7 separate regions of the Mus musculus genome follow, and regions 2, 3, 4, 5, 6 and 7 are each linked to region 1. Evidence: chromatin contacts called from public HiChIP or PLAC-seq, Micro-C and promoter capture Hi-C data. All regions are on one chromosome and are shown on one strand. Each heading gives the region's core, a stretch centred on a gene start, on an enhancer-like site or on the middle of the called end of the contact. The rest is flanking DNA. Distances are from core to core; before and after follow the strand shown. Region 1 holds the start of Mrps30 (mitochondrial ribosomal protein S30). Region 2 holds the start of 3110070M22Rik (RIKEN cDNA 3110070M22 gene). Region 3 holds the start of Zfp131 (zinc finger protein 131). Region 4 holds the start of Parp8 (poly (ADP-ribose) polymerase family, member 8). Region 5 holds the start of Nim1k (NIM1 serine/threonine protein kinase). Region 6 holds the start of Hmgcs1 (3-hydroxy-3-methylglutaryl-Coenzyme A synthase 1). Region 7 holds the start of Emb (embigin).

What was found. Promoter capture Hi-C pulls out the DNA fragments that hold promoters and counts their contacts. Hi-C and Micro-C count contacts between places; a contact is called where the count stands out from the background. HiChIP or PLAC-seq counts read pairs in DNA pulled down with a chosen protein or histone mark.
Region 2: a promoter capture Hi-C map of pre-B cells shows a contact between it and region 1, with 8 times the contacts expected there. The contact joins the promoter of 3110070M22Rik here to the promoter of Mrps30 in region 1. A contact is called at or near these places in 13 of 39 promoter capture datasets (the 3T3-L1 cell line, the C10 cell line, the HPC-7 cell line and 7 more), 9 of 115 datasets of contacts at active chromatin or transcription factors (bone marrow-derived dendritic cells, embryonic stem cells, hepatocytes and 4 more) and 1 of 9 other capture datasets (adipose tissue).
Region 3: a contact with region 1 is called in a promoter capture Hi-C map of neural stem cells. The contact joins the promoter of Zfp131 here to the promoter of Mrps30 in region 1. A contact is called at or near these places in 2 of 39 promoter capture datasets (neural stem cells and pre-B cells) and 2 of 115 datasets of contacts at active chromatin or transcription factors (embryonic stem cells and stem cell-derived neural progenitor cells).
Region 4: a promoter capture Hi-C map of pre-B cells shows a contact between it and region 1. The contact joins the promoter of Parp8 here to the promoter of Mrps30 in region 1. A contact is called at or near these places in 5 of 39 promoter capture datasets (the 3T3-L1 cell line, the C10 cell line, the HPC-7 cell line and 2 more), 4 of 484 Hi-C or Micro-C datasets (CD8 T cells, Th1 cells, cortical neurons and 1 more) and 2 of 9 other capture datasets (adipose tissue and liver).
Region 5: a promoter capture Hi-C map of neural stem cells shows a contact between it and region 1. The contact joins the promoter of Nim1k here to the promoter of Mrps30 in region 1. A contact is called at or near these places in 2 of 39 promoter capture datasets (the C10 cell line and neural stem cells) and 1 of 115 datasets of contacts at active chromatin or transcription factors (astrocytes).
Region 6: an H3K4me3 HiChIP or PLAC-seq map of stem cell-derived neural progenitor cells shows a contact between it and region 1, with 5 times the contacts expected there. The contact joins the promoter of Hmgcs1 here to the promoter of Mrps30 in region 1. A contact is called at or near these places in 1 of 39 promoter capture datasets (embryonic stem cells) and 2 of 115 datasets of contacts at active chromatin or transcription factors (large pre-B cells and stem cell-derived neural progenitor cells).
Region 7: a contact with region 1 is called in a Micro-C map of embryonic stem cells, with 2.6 times the contacts expected there. The contact joins the promoter of Emb here to the promoter of Mrps30 in region 1. A contact is called at or near these places in 8 of 39 promoter capture datasets (the C10 cell line, cranial neural crest, embryonic stem cells and 4 more), 1 of 15 datasets of contacts at CTCF or cohesin (large pre-B cells), 9 of 484 Hi-C or Micro-C datasets (the AtT-20 cell line, B cells, cerebellar granule neurons and 3 more), 12 of 115 datasets of contacts at active chromatin or transcription factors (acute myeloid leukemia, astrocytes, embryonic stem cells and 4 more) and 1 of 9 other capture datasets (embryonic stem cells).

What each region holds. Positions count from the first base shown.
Region 1 is chr13:118,385,948-118,388,783 of GRCm38.p6, reverse strand. Mrps30 (mitochondrial ribosomal protein S30) reads left to right here and starts at 1,532. Exons shown (of 5, transcript NM_021556.3): 1 at 1,532-2,132. The coding sequence starts at 1,550.
Region 2 is chr13:119,486,941-119,489,781 of GRCm38.p6, reverse strand. 3110070M22Rik (RIKEN cDNA 3110070M22 gene) reads left to right here and starts at 1,398. Exons shown (of 1, transcript NR_027974.1): 1 at 1,398-2,525. Tmem267 (transmembrane protein 267) reads right to left here and starts at 1,309. Exons shown (of 3, transcript NM_001177666.2): 1 at 788-1,309.
Region 3 is chr13:119,789,330-119,792,617 of GRCm38.p6, reverse strand. It overlaps Zfp131 (zinc finger protein 131), which reads left to right and starts at 1,886. Exons shown (of 8, transcript NM_001302548.1): 1 at 1,886-2,113; 2 at 2,331-2,469. The coding sequence starts at 2,346. It overlaps Gm46390, which reads right to left and starts at 2,347. Exons shown (of 2, transcript XM_017315657.1): 1 at 2,336-2,347; 2 at 929-2,245. The coding sequence starts at 2,347. The coding sequence ends at 1,076.
Region 4 is chr13:117,023,977-117,027,093 of GRCm38.p6, reverse strand. Parp8 (poly (ADP-ribose) polymerase family, member 8) reads left to right here and starts at 1,563. Exons shown (of 27, transcript NM_001081009.2): 1 at 1,563-1,729; 2 at 1,817-1,918; 3 at 2,865-2,919. The coding sequence starts at 1,828.
Region 5 is chr13:119,754,212-119,757,248 of GRCm38.p6, reverse strand. Nim1k (NIM1 serine/threonine protein kinase) reads left to right here and starts at 1,367. Exons shown (of 4, transcript NM_175538.3): 1 at 1,367-1,554. It overlaps Gm41077 (predicted gene, 41077), which reads right to left and starts at 1,856. Exons shown (of 2, transcript NR_168716.1): 1 at 989-1,856.
Region 6 is chr13:119,688,911-119,691,721 of GRCm38.p6, reverse strand. It overlaps Hmgcs1 (3-hydroxy-3-methylglutaryl-Coenzyme A synthase 1), which reads right to left and starts at 1,371. Exons shown (of 10, transcript NM_001291439.1): 1 at 1,209-1,371.
Region 7 is chr13:117,219,036-117,222,262 of GRCm38.p6, reverse strand. Emb (embigin) reads right to left here and starts at 1,690. Exons shown (of 9, transcript NM_010330.4): 1 at 1,306-1,690. The coding sequence starts at 1,414.

The sequences.
Region 1 (2,836 bases), core at 283-2,782:
CAGGTTATGCTCCCATTTCAGAATCTCTGCATGTGTTTCTCCTTCTGGAACCTCCCTCTCCAGTATTTTCATGACTCATTTCTCAAATGATATCTTTACAAAAAAATAGTCCTCTGGTCAGGCTTTTTACATGGCAAACATCTACCCACACACTAGAGCACACTGATATTTTTCTTTACCCACTTTATTTTTTCCATGGCACCTATGAGTTTATAATAAATCATAAAGTTATGTATTATGATTACGATTTTCCTTCCTGTTAAGAATGCAAGGTCTCAGCCGGGCGTGGTGGTGCACGCCTTTAATCCCAGCCCTTGGGAGGCAGAGGCAGGTGTATTTCTGAGTTCGAGGCCAGCCTGGTCTACAGAGTGAATTCCAGGATAGCCAGGGCTATACAGAGAAACCCTGTCTCGAAAAACAAACAAAACAAAACAAAACAAAAAGAATGCAAGGTCTCTTTGGCTCACTAAGTAAGAAGACATTTAGCACCGTAACACATAGGGCGCACTCATAAATATCCATTAAATGAAACAGCTTGAGTAGCAGACAACCTGGGACCTAGTACCACCTCTGCCCCTAAGACAGTGGGTAGCTTTTGGCTTTATGTCTGCTTCCTTGCATGCAACTGAAAAGATTTGAATCATATTAGGCTGAAAAATAAAGTAATAGCTTCTTTATTAAGTTTATTGTAAAGAATCAGTTCATTTCAAACTAGTAAAGAGTTTAATACACAGCAAAATTCAAACAAATTGCTTAGTATGATTTATTTCATGTATTCCCCGACGTCTTGTATATTCAACTAAAAACACATTTCCCCGTTTCAAAATAAATTATATTACCTCATTAGCACTGAAGAATGTATGAAATAGTTTTCCTAAAGTTTAGTCGCGTTCACAGGTAAGTGATGCTGATATAATTTTTATAATTAGCAAGAATAAGTAAAGACATGTTGTATTTCATAAAATTCTAGTTCTAAAGGTGATGGAGGGTAACAGACTATATGAGGTACACAAATGACGTCAGAACTGTATGGATTTTAAGTTTCTCTTTGGAAGATATTTCTTTGTTTGTTTGTTTGTTTTGTTTTGTTTTGGAGACAGGGTTTCTCTGTATAGCCCTGGCTGTCCTGGAACTCACTCTGTAGACCAGCCTGGTCTCGAACTCAGAAATACACCTGCCTCTGCCTCCCAAATGCTGGGATTAAAGGCGTGCGCCACCACCGCCCGGCTGGAGGATATTTCTGAATGTTTGCGTGTGAAAAAAAGTGCGAGTTCCTAAAACATCCTACGAGCAAGGACTTTAATTGTTTCATTCTTCAGAGCATAACCGGTGGGAAAATATCTGGGGTAAGCGAATTTTTATCGCAGACAAATACTCAAAAAGAATACAACAAACTTCAAGGAGCATACTGATTGGTTGCAAACTGGATGACACAACGCACCACAGACACTCAGAGCACCCGCCTCCAAGAAGCGATTGGTCCCTACGGCAAGCGAAGAGGAACAATTCCTGCCAGTTGACCTCAAGTTCCGGGTCGCGGCGGGCGAAAATGGCGGCGGCCAGGTATTGGAAGCTGGTGCCCCGCGGCCGGGGATTGTCCCAGAATGCCGCTGCTAAGGCGTCCGCTACGGCCCCGGAGGTGAGAGACCTGGAGGTCGTGGCGACGCCCGTCGCGCGGTACCCGCCGATCGTGGCTTCCATGACCGCCGACAGCAAAGCGGCGCGGCAGCGGCGGGTGCAGCGCTGGCAGGCGACGGTGCACGCGGCCCCCTCGGTGGACGAGAAGATACGGATTCTCACCAAGATGCAGTTCAAGAAGTACGTGGTGCATCCGCAGATCTCCGCCTTGAACGCCGACCGCTGGTACCAGAGCTTCACCAAGACCGTGTTTGTCTCGGGCCTGCCGCCCGCCCCGGCGCTGTCGCCGCCGCCGCCCTCGCTCGACCTCGCCGCCCTGCGCGCCGCCGTGTGCGACTGCATCTTGCAGGAGCAGGTCTACGTGCGGCGCCGCCGGCCCCGCTCCCTCTTCGATCGTCGCCAGGCCCTCGCCTCCTCCATCCTGGACCAGGTAGTGAGGACGCTCGTGAACCTGCTCGCTCCACTCAACCCTGTCCTGAGCACTGCCGCTCTCGGTGAGCTTGGAACTCCCACCCTGAACGGGGGAAGTGGGGACGCCGTCGGCCAAGCTTTCCTGCAGGTTCAGTAGCACTCACTGAGTTAGGACTTACGGACCAAGTTTCAGGCGGCCTGCCCTCCTAAGGACTACTTGTTAAAGTTTAGTCTCACCCGAAGCTCATCACGTTTCCATGCTTTGATCAGGTTTTGTGTCTGAGCAGCCAAAAGTTTCTAAGAGACGGTTGTCTTTTGACTGCTTCACACGAAAGCTGGGTGACCATGGGTAAAACATCAACCTCTCTTACTTTGCCTTAATATCAAGATGAGAATTACTGTAATACTGTTTGGCCCTAGAATGTCGAAAGGTAAATAAGATATTATCAGCGTTACTAACATTTTCTTAGCATTTACTACTGTGTGTCGATCCCTTTCCCAAATGTTCTAAATGCCACCTACTTAATCCTCATAATAACAGAGTACATATCATGGATTCATTTTATAAATGAAGAGTGAAAAAGACACACGGTAAGTGTTGCTGCCTTCAGGCCCAACATCTGGTAGGTTGAGGGGTCAAGATTTGGTCCCAGTAAACAGAAATTTTCGTTCAGTGTGGACGTGAAAAAGAATGTATGTTTTTGTTTGGTTTTGATGGGGTGGTAGTACAGAAGGTTGAACTCAGGGACTAGAATACTCTCTGTCTTTGAGTTACACCCCAGCTGAT
Region 2 (2,841 bases), core at 149-2,648, 1.1 Mb before region 1:
AGGTCAGAAGAGAGGACGGGACAGGAGTCACAGTCTTGTGAGCTGCCATGTGGGTGCTCGGAACTAAACCCGGGTCCCTGCACGAGCAGCCGGTCCCTCGTGTGGACAAACAGCCCACAGGTCTTCACGCTGATCTCTACTTTTCTGGATGTCTGACACTTTCACTTAGAAACGTTTTAAACAGAACCTAATGGCTCCTCGGCAGTTCAGTGGTTGTTTGCACGGTGTGTGTGTGTGTGTGTGTGTGTGTGTGTGTGTGTGAGTGTGTGTGTGTGTGTGTATGTGTGTGTGTGTGTGTGTGTGTGTGTATGTGTGTGTGTGTGTATGTGTGTGTGTGTGTGTGTATGTGTGTGTGTGTGTGTGTGTATGTGTGTGTGTGTGTATGTGTGTGTGTGTGTGTGTGTGTGTGTGTGTGTGTATGTGTGTGTGTGTGTGTGTATGTGTGTGTGTGTGTGTGTGTGTGTGTGTGTGTGTGGCATTTGGGAGTACAGAGTGCTGGATTCAGGTCTGTTGTCCCAGCACTCAGGGAACAATCACGAGCTCCGATAACATTCCCAGATCAACAGGAAGAGCACAAAGAGACCATGTCTCAAAAAGTGAACCATCAAGCAACATTATCACAACACACAAAAACACCCCCTGACCCAAACTGCCTTCATCCGGCTTTACAAACCGGTCCTCACACTATGGTTGCCGTGTCAGTCAACGCGTTTAAGTCGGGAGCCAAACTATCAAACGCAGATGTCGGATCTGGTGCTGATAATCAATACAAGGAGCAGACGCAAACCTCTTTTCACGTCAGCGTGACTCTGAGGCCATCCGGTCTCTCTCCGCGTGTGAAAGAGCGCCCGTGACGGCGACAGATACAATGGACAGTGAAGCGTTTCCACGTGTTTCTGTTCTGAGCCGACTCCTCCACGCGTGCTGTTCTGAGGTCCGTGGGATCGAGTAAGTTTTAGATTAAAAAGAATGGATTTCTACGATGTCGACTGTTAAACTGCACAGGAGGCCTCAGCTCTCCACCCGCCCACCGGCTCCCCGCTTCGCTTCGGGTTGGAAAAAGCGCAGAGCCGAGAAGAGCGGCGTCGACGGGGTCGGAGGGCGAGAGAGGGAGGGCAGGGGAGGGAGGGAGGGAGGGAGGGAGGGAGGGAGGGAGGGAGGGAGGGAGGGGTGAGGCTCTGAGAGGTTTCGAGTCCACCCTGAGCCCGCAGCCCCGGCCCGGGACTCGATCCTCCGCCTCGCCCGGCTCCGGCTCCCTCTGGACGCAGCGCGGTCCGGCCGTCCCTCCCCGCCCGGCGAGCCGCGGCTCGGCTCCACCCGGCGCGCCTCGCGGTAGGCGGGCGGACGACGGCGCCCCGCCCCTCGGCCGCACCATAGAGACGCGCGCGCCGCCGGCCAGAGCGGCCGAGTCCTCCGGGTCCCCGCGGACGCCGGGATGCGGGTCGCTCGCTGGATGAGCCTGAGCCGGTGGCCGCCCTGAGCTCTGCACGCCCTCAGAGCCCTCAGAGCCGGACGGAAACGTGGAAAACGTCCCGTCGGTGTCTGTGCTCATCGAGTCACCCCGCTCACCACGATGCTCACCTGTGGCGGCCGGGATGGAGAAGCCCCTCGCCGGCTGCAGGGCACACCGTGGGTCGGGGGCTCGACGGCTCAGACGTTCCTAACGTCCTGCAGTGGACGCCACAGGGCAGACGATGCAGGATCGCGCGACCTGTCAGACCAGACGCACCGCAGCGCTTCACCGCCCCCTTGGGGATTTCTCAAGGCTTTGCTACTCACCGGCGGGGGCGACACGGGCGATGGGAGGCGGCTGATCTCAGGACATCGAGGGCAAAGCAAGAAGGCTCAGCGGTTAAGAACACTGACTGCTCTTCATACAATGCATCCTGAATCCTTGTGTTGGGCTCGGCTACAGAATCGCTTCAGATGAACTATTCCAGCAGAGGGCCACAGTCATCCCCCTGCCTCACACAGTCACACAGCCACATCCCCCTGCCCCACACTCAATCAGCATCATCCCCCTGTGTCAGCGGGGGGATGTTAAGAACACTGACTGCTCTTCATACAATGCATCCTGAATCCTTGTGTTGGGCTCGGCTACAGAATCGCTTCAGATGAACTATTCCAGCAGAGGGCCACAGTCATCCCCCTGCGTCAGAAAATCACTCACAGAATCGCTTCAGATGAACTATTCCAGCAGAGGAGCTCCTTTACTGAAGGGCACTGACCAAGTGGAAATATGCTGGACACATAGTGATATATCTCAACTAGGAGAGGCTAACTTTAGTGAGGTAGTTGGGACGATCATAGATGGACTGGCCCAAGTTCAAGGCTGGATCATGACAAGAACTGTTGTGGACCAACCCTCAAGGGGAGGAAGACTCTTCAGGGGGGTTTAAACACCCCCCACCCTCCTGAGACCCGGCTTTCCTGCTTCCGGAGTTCCTGCTCTGGTTTTGGGGGGTCTTTTTCTCTGAGCCTCTGCCTCATGTGTTTCCTCACCCCCAGTAAACACTTTTCTTCAACTGCCGGGTCTGTCTGTGGCATGAGATTGCTCTGCTGCCCTTTGTGGGCTTCAGAGTTCCTGCGTATGAACAGAGAAAAACAAACCGGATCTGGACACCTAGCCTATATCATTTAGGTTGCAACAGGGTTGCTTTGGTCACTTTTCTTTTTTGATATACAGCTTTGCTTTTTATAGTTTGGATAGGGGAGGAAATGATGCCTCTTTTTTTTTTTTTTTTTTTTGGTTTTTCGAGACAGGGTTTTTCTGTGTAGCCCTGACTGTCCTCGAACTCAGAAATTCGTCTGCCTCTGCCTCCCAAGTGCTGGGATTAAAGG
Region 3 (3,288 bases), core at 637-3,136, 1.4 Mb before region 1:
GGCTGGAGCGATGGGCTGGCGATTAAAGAGAAACTTGCTGCTCTTCCATTTCCATAATCCATGTGGTAATTCATAAGCATCTGTATCTCCAGTTCTGGCAAGAGGCACACGCATGGTGCACATATGTACATGCAGACAAAACAATTATATACATTAATCTAGAATTTTTTTTTTTTTTTTTTTTTTGTTTTTCCGAGACAGGGTTTCTCTGTATAGCCCTGGCTGTCCTGGAACTCACTTGGTAGACCAGGCTGGCCTCGAACTCAAAATCTGCCTGTCTCTGCCTCCCAAATGCTGGGATTAAAGGCGTGTGCCACCACTGCCCAGTTTAGAAAAAAAATTTAATGGGTGTAATAACAACAATCCTAATACTAAAAACATACAGCAGACCAGTTCAATCTACAAGGCGCTAATCCGTCACTCTCGAAGATTCTTCATAAATTATCCACACACTTTAATGCTTTAGCGCTTTCCCCTAAAGAGGTTCATATAGCTAAATACTTCGTTGACATCATCGTGTCTACTTAGTTGCCCCCTCATAATGATTATCTCCATTCTCTTCCTGCTGGACTTTAAGGATTCCACTCCTAAAATGTTAAAAAGATCGGATATCTTGGACCCTTAAGGCTGTCGCGTGCCTGTCCCAGCAAAAGGAACACTGTGACCTTCAAGGCTGCATGTGCTGTGTTATGTCTGGCTCCAACTCACACCGCTTTGTTGGACTCTCCAGATTACCTTGTTCGTAATACCGACCTGCTGTTCAGACCTGAACCTCCGCTCAGACTAAAGTCTGAATGTAGAAAGCGCGTGTTCTCGCCCAATTCCGCGCCCCCCCCCCCCCGTTTCTTAAAACAATTACAATTAAAACAATTACAATGGCATTGCCTCAAAAACTTTTGAAGTGAATACATCCACTCTCGCACAGGACTGGACTTTCCATTAGTCTTTATTGTCCAACTCATTGAGATTACCGATCAGTACCCATTAACTATCAGAGCATTGCCCTCAGACGAGCCTTTCTTGGGATGAATGAGTGAGCCGGCCACGTGCAACTGAGTGGCAGTCCCCAGCCACTTTAGGGGCGGGTGCGGAGAGCTGGGATGAAGGAATCACAACTGGATCTCTGCAGGCTGACCGGGTTGGTGAGTCTGCAGGCACGTGCTGCCACCGCCGGGCAGACATCGGGGACAGAGAGAGAAATAGAGATCCCCGGCGCCGGAGCCTGCTCGTCCCCGCGGCCGCCGAGCCCAGGGCGCAAGTGCGTCGGCGGGACCCCTAGCTGATCGTCCGAGCGTCCCTGCCGCGGAGGTGAAGATGGAGAGCGAGGAGCTGCCTGGGTACCCGAGCAGCTGCGCCACGGGACTAGAGAGCGTGGAAAGAAAGGCACGAGGCCCCGGCGCCAGCTAGGTAAGGGTAAGGGCCCACCTCCGCTCCGGAAAGGGGGCGGGGCGGGGCGGGGCCGCGGGATATAAGCGTCCCGGGCCGCCGAGCCGGTATTCCACCGGGAGTTCGCGATCGGAAGTGCAGCTACGGGCCCGGTGGGGGCGGGCTGGCTGCCGGAGCGCAGCGTCGCCAGGGCCTCAGCCTTCCCGGTGCTCAGACTGCCTTGCTCTACTGGGAGAAGCCGCAGCAGAGCCCACGGAAGCCTTCGAAGCGCCGCGCGGGGAGCCCCGAATCCCCCCCGGGGGGGCTCCCTCCCCCCTCCCCTCCTTACTGGGCCCCAGGGGCGTGGCCAGGCTTCGCAGGGATTGGCGCTCCGGGTGCGTCCGCGTCCGGCGTGGTGACGCAGCACGTCGACGTAAGTGACGCGCAGGCCCCGGGCCGCTCCTCCTTCCCTGAGTGAGTGCCGGCCGGGTCGGGGCGGGGGGGGGGGGGGGGTAGAGGAGGGAGAGGCGCCGGAGGGAGAGGCGACCCGGGGAGTCGTTGTGGGCCGCGGGCCGGACCGGGGCCGGGGCCGCCGCAGCCTGGGCCGGGCGGAAGGCTCGGCGGGCCGTTGGGAGGCCGCCGAGGCTGTTCGGGGTCCTCCCCGGCCGGACTTGCGCTCCCGGGCGTCCCTGAGCCTCCCGGCACTGTGCCCACCCCGCTCCAGCTCGCGTCTCCAGGCTCCGATTAGGTCAGGCTCGGAGTTCCGCGGCCGCGGCTCCGGCCCGCGACGCGCGGCGGCCGCTCGGCTGGCTCGCCTTTCTTCTTCCCCAGCCTTGCTCTCGGCCTCCCCCTCCCCCTTCTCTCCCCCTCCACCCGGCACCTGGGTTTTGGTTTGGTTTCTTGTTGTAGGGGTTTTGTGTCAGCCCGAGCTCATGGGTGTACATTATCATGCTCCTCTTTTGTAGAGCACCCCGACGGCCATGGAGGCTGAAGAGACGATGGAATGCCTTCAGGAGTTTCCTGAACATCATAAAATGATCTTGGACCGATTGAATGAACAACGGGAGCAGGACCGGTTTACGGACATCACCCTGATTGTCGACGGTGGGTCGGGGTAGTGGGCAGAGGAGGAAAAATGGGGAGCTTCAGTTCTCTCTCGCTGCCCGCCTTTTTGTACCCACCCTCTCCGGGCTCTCTTCCAAAGTCGGTGGAGGGTTTGCATCAGACCCGGGAGGGCGCCTGTCAGTGCTGCTCACGTAGACCATGCCGCAGAAAGCTGGTTGGCTAGTCTGGATTTTAATCTCCTAGTCTGATATGCATCATCACATTTTAACTTCTTGCTGCATGCTCAAGTTTTATAATTGCACACTCGTTAGATAGGTGCCCGGAGGAGAGAGAGAAGATACCTCAAAACGTTTGGTCAGACAAGGAGGCAACAAGGAGGCGGTCTCAGTGTTTTTTGTTAATAAGCCCGTTCTTAGCAAGCTGCTTTGAGGAGTCCAGCACAAGAATCATTTGGGAAGTTTTCATTCTAGTTTTCCAAAATGGTGTGGAAAGGAAAGTGGATGAGAAACCACCTACACTCATTGGGGCTACACTCATACCCACTGTGAGTGACTAAAAAATAAATTGGGAATCTGCTAGTCGTGCTTGTATAGGCAAATCCAGATTAGGGTTCCTTTTAGTGAACATTGGCTTTCTAGACAAGATGTTCCTTATAATGAAAGTTTGTAGGTGTGTTGTGCCTACAGCTATATTAGGCATATTGAAAAATTTCCTGTACCAAACACACTGGCTTTGTACTCCCCCACCCCTTTCTAAATGATACGTGAACTTTTGCACTGTCATATTTAGAACTTTTATTTCATTTTATTTTCTGTGTACGAGTGTTTTGCCTGCACACGTATATATGTGCACCACTTC
Region 4 (3,117 bases), core at 314-2,813, 1.4 Mb after region 1:
TAAGGATCACTGTGTCCAAGGCCAGGCTCAAAGGAGAGCTTTAACCCTGCAAAGCCCCACCTAACTGCTGTGGGATGTATGCTGTCTTCTGCCGTCACTAAAGGCTGTCGGAAACTGAGGATTACAAGAGGAAAAGCGTGAGAATACAGATGATGTTAAAAGGCTGGATATATACCATAAGCCTCCAGCCTGAGTGTTTCCAGCAGTCAGTCTCTGCCTTGAAAAGGGTTTGAAATTCTAATACTCTTCTGGGCGTGTCTGTTCAGCCCCTAGGCTCCAGGGTACTGACTCAGGCTTGCCAGCACAGGAAAAGCTTCCCCTACTCACTATTCCTATCGGGAAGATTAAAAGGTTCCGGACAACATGATTGATAACACCTCCTATATTCCAGACACTGCTTGGTCTTAGAATGCAAAACAATATACCTATGGTCTGCCTGGGGGACACTTCTCAGAAACGATGCTAAAGAAAAGAGCTTGGTGGAGCGGGTTCAGGTTCCTTGCGGCAGAAAAGGTGGACCAACCATCATAAGCTTAAAGCAGGGCAATAGAGAGCGGACAGTATGGTTTTCCTTGTTGCGCAAGGTATTAGGGCTGGAGAAACTTTCCCTTGCCTCAGCCCACAGAAGGCTGAGGTTTTGAATAAGACCCAAGCCAGGTATCCCTGACTTAGGGAGTCCCCTCAGGCCAATTTCTTATGAACAGAGCTGGAAAGGAAGAACAAGAGTCTTTGGAGTCTAGAAAGGGCTTCATTTTCAAAAGAGCTTCTCAAACCTGGGACAAACAAACAAACAAACAAACCACCCTGAGAAGCAAAAGCAAAGCAAAACAATAAAAGAACCCCCATCACCTCACCACCAAAAAAGAAGGCAATAAGGAAATGGGAGAGTCCTCCTAGAGTGATCTCCAGCCTTTCTCCCTTTGCCTGATGTGATTACAAGGAAAGACTTGTTCACTTTATTTTTAATTCGTAAAGATTTTTTTTTCTTTTCCCCCTCTTTCTTCCTCCCAGCCACTCCGGCTTGGGTTTCCATATGACTCATAATTCCTTCTGAAAGTGGAGTCGAATTCATAAAAGTGGTGGAAAGAGGAGGGGTGGTGGTGGTGGTGCGGGAGAGGCTGGGAGCTCCAGGGAGTCTTCACTACCTACACTGTCACTCAGCTCCCGGCTCGAGTGGCAGTCGGGGGTGGGGAAATCCAGCCTGCGCGGATGGCGGATACTATTAAAGCCCCAGCGGCGCGCAGCCGGGCCCGGTGACCCGCGGCGGGTGCGGGAGGGTCTGCGGCTGGCGGGCGGCGCTGCAGCAGCCTGGGCACGGCCGCCGCCCGCGGGCGCGAGTGTGCGCGGGTGTGGGAAGGCCGGCGTGCGGGCCGCGAGGGGTGTGCGCGCGTGAGTCGGAGCGGGGCTCGCCCCTCTCCGGCGCCTGCCGCTCCACAGCTGCCGATCGCTCTCCAGCGGTCCCCGGCCCCCTTCGGGCCCCTCGTTTTCCTACGGCCGTCAGTCCGGGCGGGGGTGGGGGGGGAGGGAGAAAGTGAGACTCCGTGTCATCACCATCCATTGTCAGAACAGGAGGAAATTGGAATCCAGCAGCGGCGAGCAGCAGCTGGGCGGTCACATCTGGGAATGCAAAGCCGACCTCCTCCTCCTCCTCCTCCTCCACCTCCTCCTCCTCTCTCACCCGGGATCACTTCCGAAACCACTTCGCCTTCAGCCCCTGCCTCGGCCAGAGGTTTCATTTTTAACTGAATATTTACGAAAGCTGGAAGCGTGCGAGGGGGGTGGGGTGGAGTGGAAATAGCGGCTGCTTCTTTTCCAGGGATTTATTTAATGGGGATGTGTTCAAGGCAAGAGAGAATTCAGAAGGATATCGACGTCGTGATCCAGAAGTCAAGAGCCGAGAAAGACTGCCTGTTTGCAGGTGAGTTCTTGCCTCTCGGATCCTGGGACCAGGAGTCAGCCTCCCCTCTGTCTACCCCCATTGCCCAGATTTCTGACCGCGACGCGTGTAGCTTGGGAGTGTGGGGCGGCAAGTCCCCATTCCGGGTGCATTTGGAAATAGCTGCAGCGGCGTGAGCTGAAACCCAAAGAGGAGGGGGGCACGAGCCACCCCCCTCCCCCCCAAAAAACCCCACCAGGCCAGGGCAGTCTCCGGCTCCTGGGGCAGGACCCGCGCGATCAGAGTGCAGGGGCCGGGCGCTGGGTTCCAGCCATTGGCGGTGCCCAGAGCATCCGAGCTTTGCCTCCCGGCTTCGGCAGCCGTGGCCGAGCGGGGCGGGCTAGAGCCCGGCGGCTTTGCGCCATCGGCCGAGCGGCGGCGGCCGGGAAGGGACCGGCTGCGCTGCGCTGCGCTGCGCTGCTCCCGCCAGGCGCCGAGGCCCCGGGAGAAGGCAGCGCTGGGCCGAGCTCCCGCCCCCTCCGCTGCACCCGCTCCTCGGCGAGCGCGCAGGACACCGCCCCGGGGAAGGGATGGATGGATTCCCGGGGTTCCCGAGCTACGCAGGCCCAACCTGGGGGTCGCTTTGCGTCCATCTTTGCTCCCCGTCCTCCCACCCCCCCATCCAAGGCCGAGGGCAGTTCGGGCTTCGCAGCCCGAAGCCTGCCAGGGGCTGCTTCCGGCTGCTTGGCTGGGAATTTCCCGCTGTTGCCATGGCACCCGGCACTTGTTGCGGGGGGCGGCCTCCCGCTGCACCCCACGGGGTGCTCCGCATCCCCTCCTGCACCACCCTGCTGGCGGCCCCTAGCTCTCCAGCCTTTGCTTCCCTCCCCATCGGGCCTCCTAGGCTCACACAAAAGTGTAGGTTCAAGACAGAATTGGGGTTAAAAACAACACATGGGGTGGCTTATAACACGACTTTCCGTTTCAGATTTCAGATACTCAGACTCCACCTTTACTTTCACCTACGTTGGCGGCCCCAAAAGGTATTTATGTGTATAGAGTTGCTTCATTTCCTGTTCACACGCTTGTGTTTCCTTTGTTCCTGGTGTCTTCCGTGTTTGGGTATTTTTTTGCTTGTTTGTTTAATCTTGGGACTGCTATCTAGCTGCATTCCTCGCCAGTTGTCTCCCGATTTTATATAGAAGAGGGAAAATAAATATGTTTGAAGTTTTTTTTTTCTT
Region 5 (3,037 bases), core at 118-2,617, 1.4 Mb before region 1:
GTGTCTGAAGATAGCTACAGTGTACTAACATGTAATAAATAAATTAAAAAAAAAAATTAAAAAAAAAAAAGAAAGCTACAGTATAAAAAAAAAAAAAAAAAAAAAAAGATGGAGAATCCTTCCTTATCAACTGACTGGGTTGGGGAAGCAGTCCTTTCCGTCCCTGGGCTTCCCTTGCACGTGATTCTGTGCATGGAGCTGTCCAAGGTTTTTGGTCTTGCTCTTTACTGTTCCTGACCCCTTTAAGGAACACGCAGGAGGCAGCAGCAAAGAAAGGTCTGAGTATGTCTGGAGTCCCAGTGCTTGGGTTCCAGTCCCAGCCCCAGCGTTCCACAGGTTGGGGACCTTAACTGAAGCCTATGTCTGTCTTTGCTTCAGTTTATTTATCTGCTAAAGCAAGGGACGGTAATATCAGAACTTCTCACATTGCTGTGAAGAGTCTTTGTAAAATTATTTAATACACTGTCTGGCAAATAGAGAAAAATAAATAAAACAGACTCTTCTAGACCCACAACTTCTGCCTCATAAAAATTTTAGATGTCGATTATCTTGATTCTTGTAGTTTTGCCCTGGCATCCAGGGATACACGCGGTGGGCGGTAAGAGAAAGTGGGCAGACTGCTCACAGAGCTGAACTTAGACTCTTAGGTCTGGCTCAGCCATTAAGCCCTCTGTGACAGGAACTGGCTTTCCCCCTCTATTAAATAAAGCATGTTAACTCCAGGAATTATCTTCTATGTTCTGTGGCATCTGTATCAAATTCCCTGCTCTACATTCAATTCAACGGCCTAGCTTCCTAGATCGTAAACTAGAAAAACATCATTTGGCACCCACCACCAGCCAGGATATCACAGCAGGGAGTAGACAAGCAATAAGAGGGCCGCGACTAGGTGGCACCCTGAGAACTAGGCCTGATGTGTATACAAGGGATGGGGCAGAGGGCGACAGAAGCACTTCTTTCTGCAGAGCTTAAAAGCCCTGCTACTCACCCGGAGGAGCTGTCGCGGTGCTTTGCTGGAAGTCTCTGCTCTGTTGGAAGGATTACAGGATAGTGTCGCGGAAGGAAGGAATGAGAGCGCGCAGGGGCTGTTCCGGCAAGGTGTTAAGTTGAGTCGCTTTCTGCTGTGTCTCTGCTTCCCATCGTCACTCTAGGCCCAAACCCCCTCCCGGAAAGTCTGCAGTGGGTGTCCCCTTGCCACACAACTACACACTCCCCTCTCTTCCGCTCCTCCCTCCTGGCTGCCATAGAAACCAGCCTGCCAGGTCCAGGCCGGCTTCCCGTCGCAGTGACCATCCAGTCTCCTTTCCCTGCTCCCCAGAGCCAACCCCCCGCTCAGGATTGGTCCTGTTCAGGACGCTGCGAAGCCCTCGGCTCTGGTGGCGGAGCCAGGCGCAGACAGGCAACGGGGTTTGCCACGGCCCTGTGGGTCAGATCTGCTGCCGTAGGAGCGACCCAGACGTCTGCGCCCCGGGACACAGGAGCTTGTGCCAGCGTCTGCCACTCTGCTCCTCGCCTGGCCGCGCATCGAGCTCCCCAGGCGGCCTCCGGACCGAGGTAAGCGGGGCTCGTCGCCAGCGCCTGGGTCACGCTAGCCTCGCCACCTCTGAGCTAGAAAGAAGCAGATCCGGGATCTCAAGGGAGAAAGGGAGACACGAATTCTGGCCCCGGTGGCGGTTGAAGTGGGGTTAGGAGAAGGTTAAGTGCTCCTGGGGACGTCCACCGAGTCCATCAGCACTCTGCAGAAGGGGACATTGACACCAAGGCGCAGGCTCCCGCCCCTGTATGAGATGCCCTGGTCTGGGCGCGTGTGTGCACCCCTCTGTGTGCACCGGGCAGTGTCACCCGTGCCTATCTGTGTCACACGTGAGCCAGAGGGCAGCCTAGCGTCTCGCATGCCCACACCGGTTCTCTGAACCACAAGAGCCAGGCGCCAGCCCAAATCCGTTAGTTTGTAACTAGGGCTGAGCACCTGTGTGACCTGGATTAGGAGCGGACTTAACTTCTCACAGCTGTGGCCCGGGGGAGGGGTGGTGGTGGCATGAACCCTCAAGGACACCATACACCAGAATCCTCCCCTAGAGAAAGGTGCTTCTTTGGGAAGATCCAACAAAGTAAGGAGGAGCCTCATTTCTCTTCCCAGGCACCTCTCTAGGATTATTATAATGGAAATAGAGGACCTGGAGATACAACCAGGAAGAGACTTCCACAGGGTCTTTAAAACTCTGCAAGCAGAACCCATGGATTCCGAAGGAGAGGCCAAGAGATTGACTGTCCCCTTTCCCTCTCTTCCTCTTCTCTTCACTCTACCTCACCCTTTCTCTCCCTTCCTTTTTCAGTTCCCCCTTCCGGAGTGTAGTAGACAAGAGTGCTCTATGTTAAACACTCCTCCCACCCCCTGCCAACACACACACACACACACACACACACACACACACACACACACACACACACACACACACACACTCCATTTCAAAATAAGGACAAATGAATCACATTCTAACTGCTGCTCGCTGTGAAATTCAGACAAGTTTGGAAACTAAACAAATCACATTTGCACTCTGGGGCCTGGGGTATCCAGAAGGGAAACAAGCAAACCCAGAGGAACAAAAATTTGTTCCAAGTTACGATTTCAAACGGGAATGTAAAACAGGTATTTGTTTATCGTAATAGGGATTTTTTAAAAAAATGTTTGAAGATCTGCATACACAGTTTGCATCATCAGCATTCAGTGTGATTCACAGAAGCACTTCAGGAGATGGTTTTTGTTAGTGTTGCAAAAGCCCTTCTAATTTTGGTTGCCATGGTAACTAAAGAAGGCGCCCTGCACTTAAAGAGGCTGCCTGGATGGAACTGTTCCTGAAGGGAACTCCTCATGTCCCCTCCCGTCGCCACAACAATAACAGAATTCATAAAGAGATTTGTTTCTTTTCCTTAAAGTAGTTAAACTCTAAGCCATGTTTTGGTGTTTTGTTTTGTTTAAGTTTTTTTCCCCCAAATTTTCAGTCTGTTCTTCAGACCTTTCCTCTCAGACAAATGA
Region 6 (2,811 bases), core at 122-2,621, 1.3 Mb before region 1:
AGAACATGCACTGTTGAGAAGGCTCAACCTGCAGAGAGTCACTTGCAGATATCTGTGGAGGACTTTCAGCCTTGTCTCCAGTCTGATGGAATCTGCACAATAAAAATTTAAACCACAGCATGGAAGGAAAAAAAAAAATCTGTAACTATGAGTAGTCTGGTTTGTTAATGTTTGGCATGCCCTTGCTTCTCAAGATTCAACCCTAAAATACAGCAAAGGTTAGCAGCCATCGCACCAGCAGGAGGGAGGTTGCAGTAGAGGTGGGTAGAGAAAACAGGCAGAGATGGCCTGAGGCCAAGGCCACAGGGGCAAGCTTGGCAAGAAGGACAACCTCCTGCCACCTACTCCCCAATTCCCTCCTCCAGAATGTTGCCAAGCAATTCTTTCCCTACCACTGGTCAAAGAAGGTCATGTTTCCAAAGACTTCCATACACCTTGCTTTGAAACTTCCATGACTTAAACCAAAGTCTGTGTGCCGGTTGGGCCATCACATCTTTATAACACTTAAGGCTGGCTGTTATTAACAGTAGTAGACGAGAACATCTTAGCAGAAAGGGAGGGGGAGGGGAAAAGTGAGAGGGAGGGGAGAGAAAGGGGGGAGGTGCCGAGCTCACTAATCTTTGCTTTTCAGCAAGCCACGTACCAAAGGGGTCCAGGCCATCAATCCTTGGCTAGGTCTAAATCACAATTGTGATTTCTTGCACCCGAATTGGGGAGAAGTAACACTGCCCACTTTCCCTCATCAATGCTGTAAGTGGAGGCAGGACACACCCCCTGCCAACCTACAACCCTCCCTCTGAGCCTGAGCTTCCCCATCCCTTTGGGGTCCACCATTAACCCGAGGGTCGCTCTGACACCCCAGCTCCCTTCTGATCCCCTGCCGACGCCTCCACTTCGGTGGTCACAGGCACCTCTAAGGCGACTCCGGCTTCTGACTATGTCATCAGAACACGGAGCCCTCAACGCCCTCTGCCTTCTCTGCGCGTCCCGCCGGCGCACAGTGGAGTCCGGGTCCCCTCCGGAGTCCCCAAGCCCTCAAGCTCCCACACAAGCTCGCTCCCAGCGCCCCATCCTCCGGGACCCGGCTCACGCCTTAGCCCAGACCAGAGCGCAGAGCCTTCCGGCCTGGTCAAGGACACCGCCTCCTCCCCGCACACGCCGCCCGCGGCCTCGGCCTTTGGCTGGCCGGCCCCGCGCGGGACACTCACCCAAAGGGGATCAGACCCTGGAAGAAGAACGAGCAAAGCAAGGAGACCGCAGACTGTGCCTCCCGCCCTCCGCAGCTTTATAGCCACCGACCCACCCGACTCGGGCAGCGCCGGGAGGGGACAGAGGGCGGGACAGCGGCTACCTCTGCCAATCCCGGGACTCAGAGTCGCTCGGGAGCGCCCGCCCCCCGATCCGCTTTCAGCCAATGAGAGGCGGGGACTCGCTAGGGTTTTCCCTCGCTGCCGGAAGGGCGGGGTAAGGGGTGGGAACAAAGTCCGAGGACCTGGGAAGTGGGGTGAGACGGTGACGTAGGGTGGCCCGAGAACAAGCCTGCCAATGGCGGGACGGCGAGAGACGGCGAGAGCCAACGGGAGCGGAGTGAGAGGTTCTCCGACCAATTGAAGGTCAGTGAGAGGAGATAGAGACCAATGGCGACTCGGCGTCCCACTCCTGGGGAGAGATGGTCAAGGGTGGGAGGTGAGTTGGTCCCCCGCTTGGGAGGCTGTCAGGTTGCCTAGCAACCACAGCTCGGCTTCACCTGTAAAATATTTGAAATACTTGATTTGAATTCAGTCGTGACTCTTTTCTAAGTTTCCAGAGCAGCAAATTGCATCTGCATCACAAGTTTTAGCATAATGCTTCACCCAGAATTTCTAAATTTGTAAGTATTCTTAAGTGTCCAATTTAAACTACCTTGGCTTTTATAGAAACTGCGACTGAGACAATAAGTAAACCTAAAAAACGATATTTTAGGATATAGGAGTGAATAAGAATGATGCAGGGCTTGTCTGAGAAGGAAGGTTTATACAAATCAGTGTTTGTTGTTGTTTTGGTTTTCGTTTTTTGTTTGTTTGTTTTTTTTAATTTATTATTTTGGCACTTGGTCCAAACAGAAACTGTACTGCTTAGCTTTGTTGAGGTTGAATGACTGAGGTTCAGAACTGTATTACTAACTCTTCGTCCTTTTTTTAATCATTAAATACATTTTTTTAAAAAAAACTTTTATTGGATATTTTCTTTATTTACATTTCAAATGTTATCCCCTTTCCTGGTTTCCCCTCCGAAAAACACCCTCCCACTATCACCTCCCCTCTCCCCCTGCTCACAAACCCATCCACTCCTGCTTCCTGGCCCTGGCATTCCCACACTGGAGCATAGAGCTTCCATAGGACAAAGGGCCTCTTCTCCCACTGATGTCCGACTAGGCCATCCTCTGCTGCATATGCAGCTGGAGCCATGAGTCCCACCATGTGTGCTCTTTGGTTGGTGGCTTAGTCCCTGGGAGCTCTGGGGGTACTGGTTAGTTCATATAGTTGTTCCTCCTATGAGGCTGCAAACCCCTTCAACTCCTTGGGTCCTTTTTCTGGTTCCTTCATTGGGGACCCTATGCTCAGTCCAGTGGATGGCTGTGAGCACCCACTAAGGTATATTTGTCAGGCACAATTCTTCTTATGTTAATTCCATTACCCCTCCAAGAACTGTGGATAAGGGCTATTGATAATTCATTGTTTCTTAGCACTACTGCTGTGTGAAGTTTATTGTACACTACAGATGCTAACTTGCTAAGCAAAACAGGCCTTGCCCCAAAGGGAATGAGAGGTG
Region 7 (3,227 bases), core at 441-2,940, 1.2 Mb after region 1:
TCAAAACAATAGTGTAGGCTGGATTTGTAGTTCCAAGGTGGAGGTGCTTCTGTCCACGCAGGCCCACGCTCACGGAAAGGAGGAAGACAACAGCAGAGGGAAGTGCAGAGGGAAGAAAGAAGGAAGGGGGAAGGAGGAAGAAAGGAAGAGAGGGGGAGGGAAGGAGCTGGGAGCGGAAAGGGGAAGCGGGGAGGCAAAAGAAGCGAGTTAGAAAAAGAGGCTATATTTTTCAGAAGCATATGATAAATGATGCATGGAAGAGGACCGAAGAACCAGGTTCGCCTGGTAAGGTCATGTCCTAAACTATTATGATGGAAAACATGTGGAACAAGAAAATCTAGGGACTAGAAGAATCCAAGTTAACAGTGTGTGTGTGTGTCCTTTTGACCATTTTCTTTTATACTATGTTTAACCAATCTACATGCTATAACCTCATGGAAATAATTTATAATAGCGCAAAACCTTGTGTGGAATAATGTCTGGATTTAGTTCCCAGTAAAGCCAGTCTTTCAACTGCTTAAGAAAGTTAGTGGTGACTTAAATGGGAGCTAACCTGCCACAGACACAGGAACTTGCACTGAAAAGCATTGGATCGCTTGCAACACATAAAGTATAAAAAGGTGAGTTAAGGTGGCAAAATAGATCTTGACCCGGTAATGTTTTTCACGGAAATCCTTCTGTCCGCATGCCGTAAACACGCAACCCAACACCCTTGAAAAATGTTTTGTTTTTATAAAGATTGTTATGAAAAGACAACACACACGTCTAATTTTCTTATCTGGGCTTGTTTGAGTTGGCTGGCTATCGCGATTTTTACCCTCTGCTCTAAAAATCATACTCAATTTCAACACCTGCCAGGAGGAAAGGTGATACGAGAGCCTCGCTGTGGCTCTAATGAAGGGAGCCGGCCTCGCGGAATGTGGACTCATAATCATGCCACACTAGCAGAAGCCCCCAGTCTCCCCCGCACAAACCCACGCACTCTATTTGCCCACTTCCTAGGAAAAATCCGACCCTGTCTCACTACCAGCTCCCAGGATCAAACTGAGCTTTACTGGGACGGGATCATCCCTATACCCGGCGGATGCGGAGCCACCCGGGCTCCCACGTTTCCTCCTTGGGTAACCCGCGCCCAGCCAATGAAAGGCCACCCCCCTCTCCGCTCCGTAGCCGCCTGCGCCTGCATCCCCGCGGCCCCTGCGCGAGCGGCAAGGGATGTCGTCGGGCTGGAGGGTCGCCGCCACTGAGCCTCTTCCGGTGAACCCAGAGCCCTCCCCGCGCCAGCCCCCCGAACCCCCCAGGTACCTGTGGGATCGCCCTCAGCCGGATCAGGGCGCGTCGCCGCCAGAAGACATAGAAGGAGGAGCGGGTAACCAGGCGCCACAAGCGCCCTCAGGCCAGTGTGCGAGCGCATGGCGCGGGCGGGTCTGTCCAGGAGGTCGCTAAGGCACCCTCAGCTCGCTGCGATCCGTCTCCGTTGGTCCCTGTGTACACTTGCTGGTAACTGGGCGCCCACTGCCAGTCCTGGGGACAGGACACTCGAGAATAAACCGAGTGGGAGGGGCCCGGCCGCCCTGGCCTCCACCCCCGAGACGCTCCCAGCGCAATTGCGCCGGCCTTCCATCAATTATGCAGCCCGCAGCCCGCTACCGGCGCGCCCGGATGTGCTGTGCAACCTCGGCGCCGAATCCTCTCCCGCCCCCACCCTCTGGCTAACACAGGTTGGGGAGGGACCTAGCTCCTGGAGCCAGCCAGGTGTGTGTACCCCATCACCTCCCGGAGGGGTTGCAACTCCCCACAGAGTGTTCTTTCCATCCGTTGGATGGGTTCACACATTTACTTTGATGTGACAGGTGAAAAGGACCGGATAGTTCTGCTCCTATACATCTTTGGATGTGCAAAGGTTTCTTCTTACCAGACCGAGGGCGCTATTCAGTGCCCCCAAGCCCGGTACTTAAATTAATGTTTCTCAGAGCTTTCTATTAGTCGTGCATACCCTCCCCCTCTGAAGGTTTGGCCAGTTCCCTCCGGATTAAGATTTCAGAGTCCCTAGGCCCCACAGTGTGTTTCCCTTTGTTTGCTTGCGGCAACAGCTCTCCTGGCGCCAAAGAGCTCACCAAACAAAAACTAAGTTAAGGGGATTCTGTGTAAATGGCAGAAGGCCATTCATCTTTGTCAAACATTGTGGAATACAATGTTATCTCTTACCCACGCGGGGCCGGAGGTTGAAGTTTCTTACTCTCCTATCAAATAAATTGAGATAGTTCAAAACAATTGTTTTCCTATTCAGCGGGAAAGGCGTCTAGGTTAAAACTAGTGAGCCTTAAATCCGGGGCACTCAGCAAGCCCTACTTAGTAGCCCTTTGTCCCTTAGGAACCTCCACTCAGGTAAAACTGAAGGAAGGAATTAAAGAATGATGTGGTATGAAGCAGAGCTGGAGTTAATTAAAAAGAGGGTTTTCTCAGAGTAGATTTAAATATGAGGGCTAATAACAATAAGACACATCCAAGACCAGGTGCATGGGTTTCAGAGCTGTGTTTTAACAGTAACCATAAAGACCATTTTGGTGGCTCCCAAGTTACAACTCAAAGGGGCTGCTAAGAGCCCCTCCCCCCATCCCTCCTTTTTGTAGGGTGGCTACAGGGGCGCCTTTCGTGGAGTTACAGTCTGATAAGATCAAAACATGGACTGCAAGCGTTCTACCGGATAGTTAAGACATTTCCTTTTGTTGTAAATGGGGTTGCAGGTGAGATTCCTGGAAAACTGTGGGCTTATACATGGAGAAGAAGAAAAGTCATGTCATTTACGCTGAGGGCATTAAACGCGACCCGTAGCAATTTTTACCTTTTTGTTTGAGGTCTCTATGAAGATAATAGTGTCTCTGTGTAACACAGCAAATACTAGTTGTGATGGAATGCTTGCCTGAGGTGGGGGCAGGTCTATTATTATTATTATTATTATTATTATTATTATTATTATTATTATATATGAGTACATTGTAGCTGTCTTCAGACCACCAGAAGAGGGCATCAGATCTCATTACAGATGATTGTGAGCCACCATGTGGTTGCTGGGATTTGAACTCAGAACCTCTGGAAGAACAGTCAGTGCTCTTAACCTCTGAGCCATCTCTCCAGGGGACAGGTCTTTTCTGGAGTTTTTTGTTTGGTGTGTCTTAGACATAATTTGGCTGTGTTGCTGAGGCTAGCCCCCAGGCCCTGGAGTC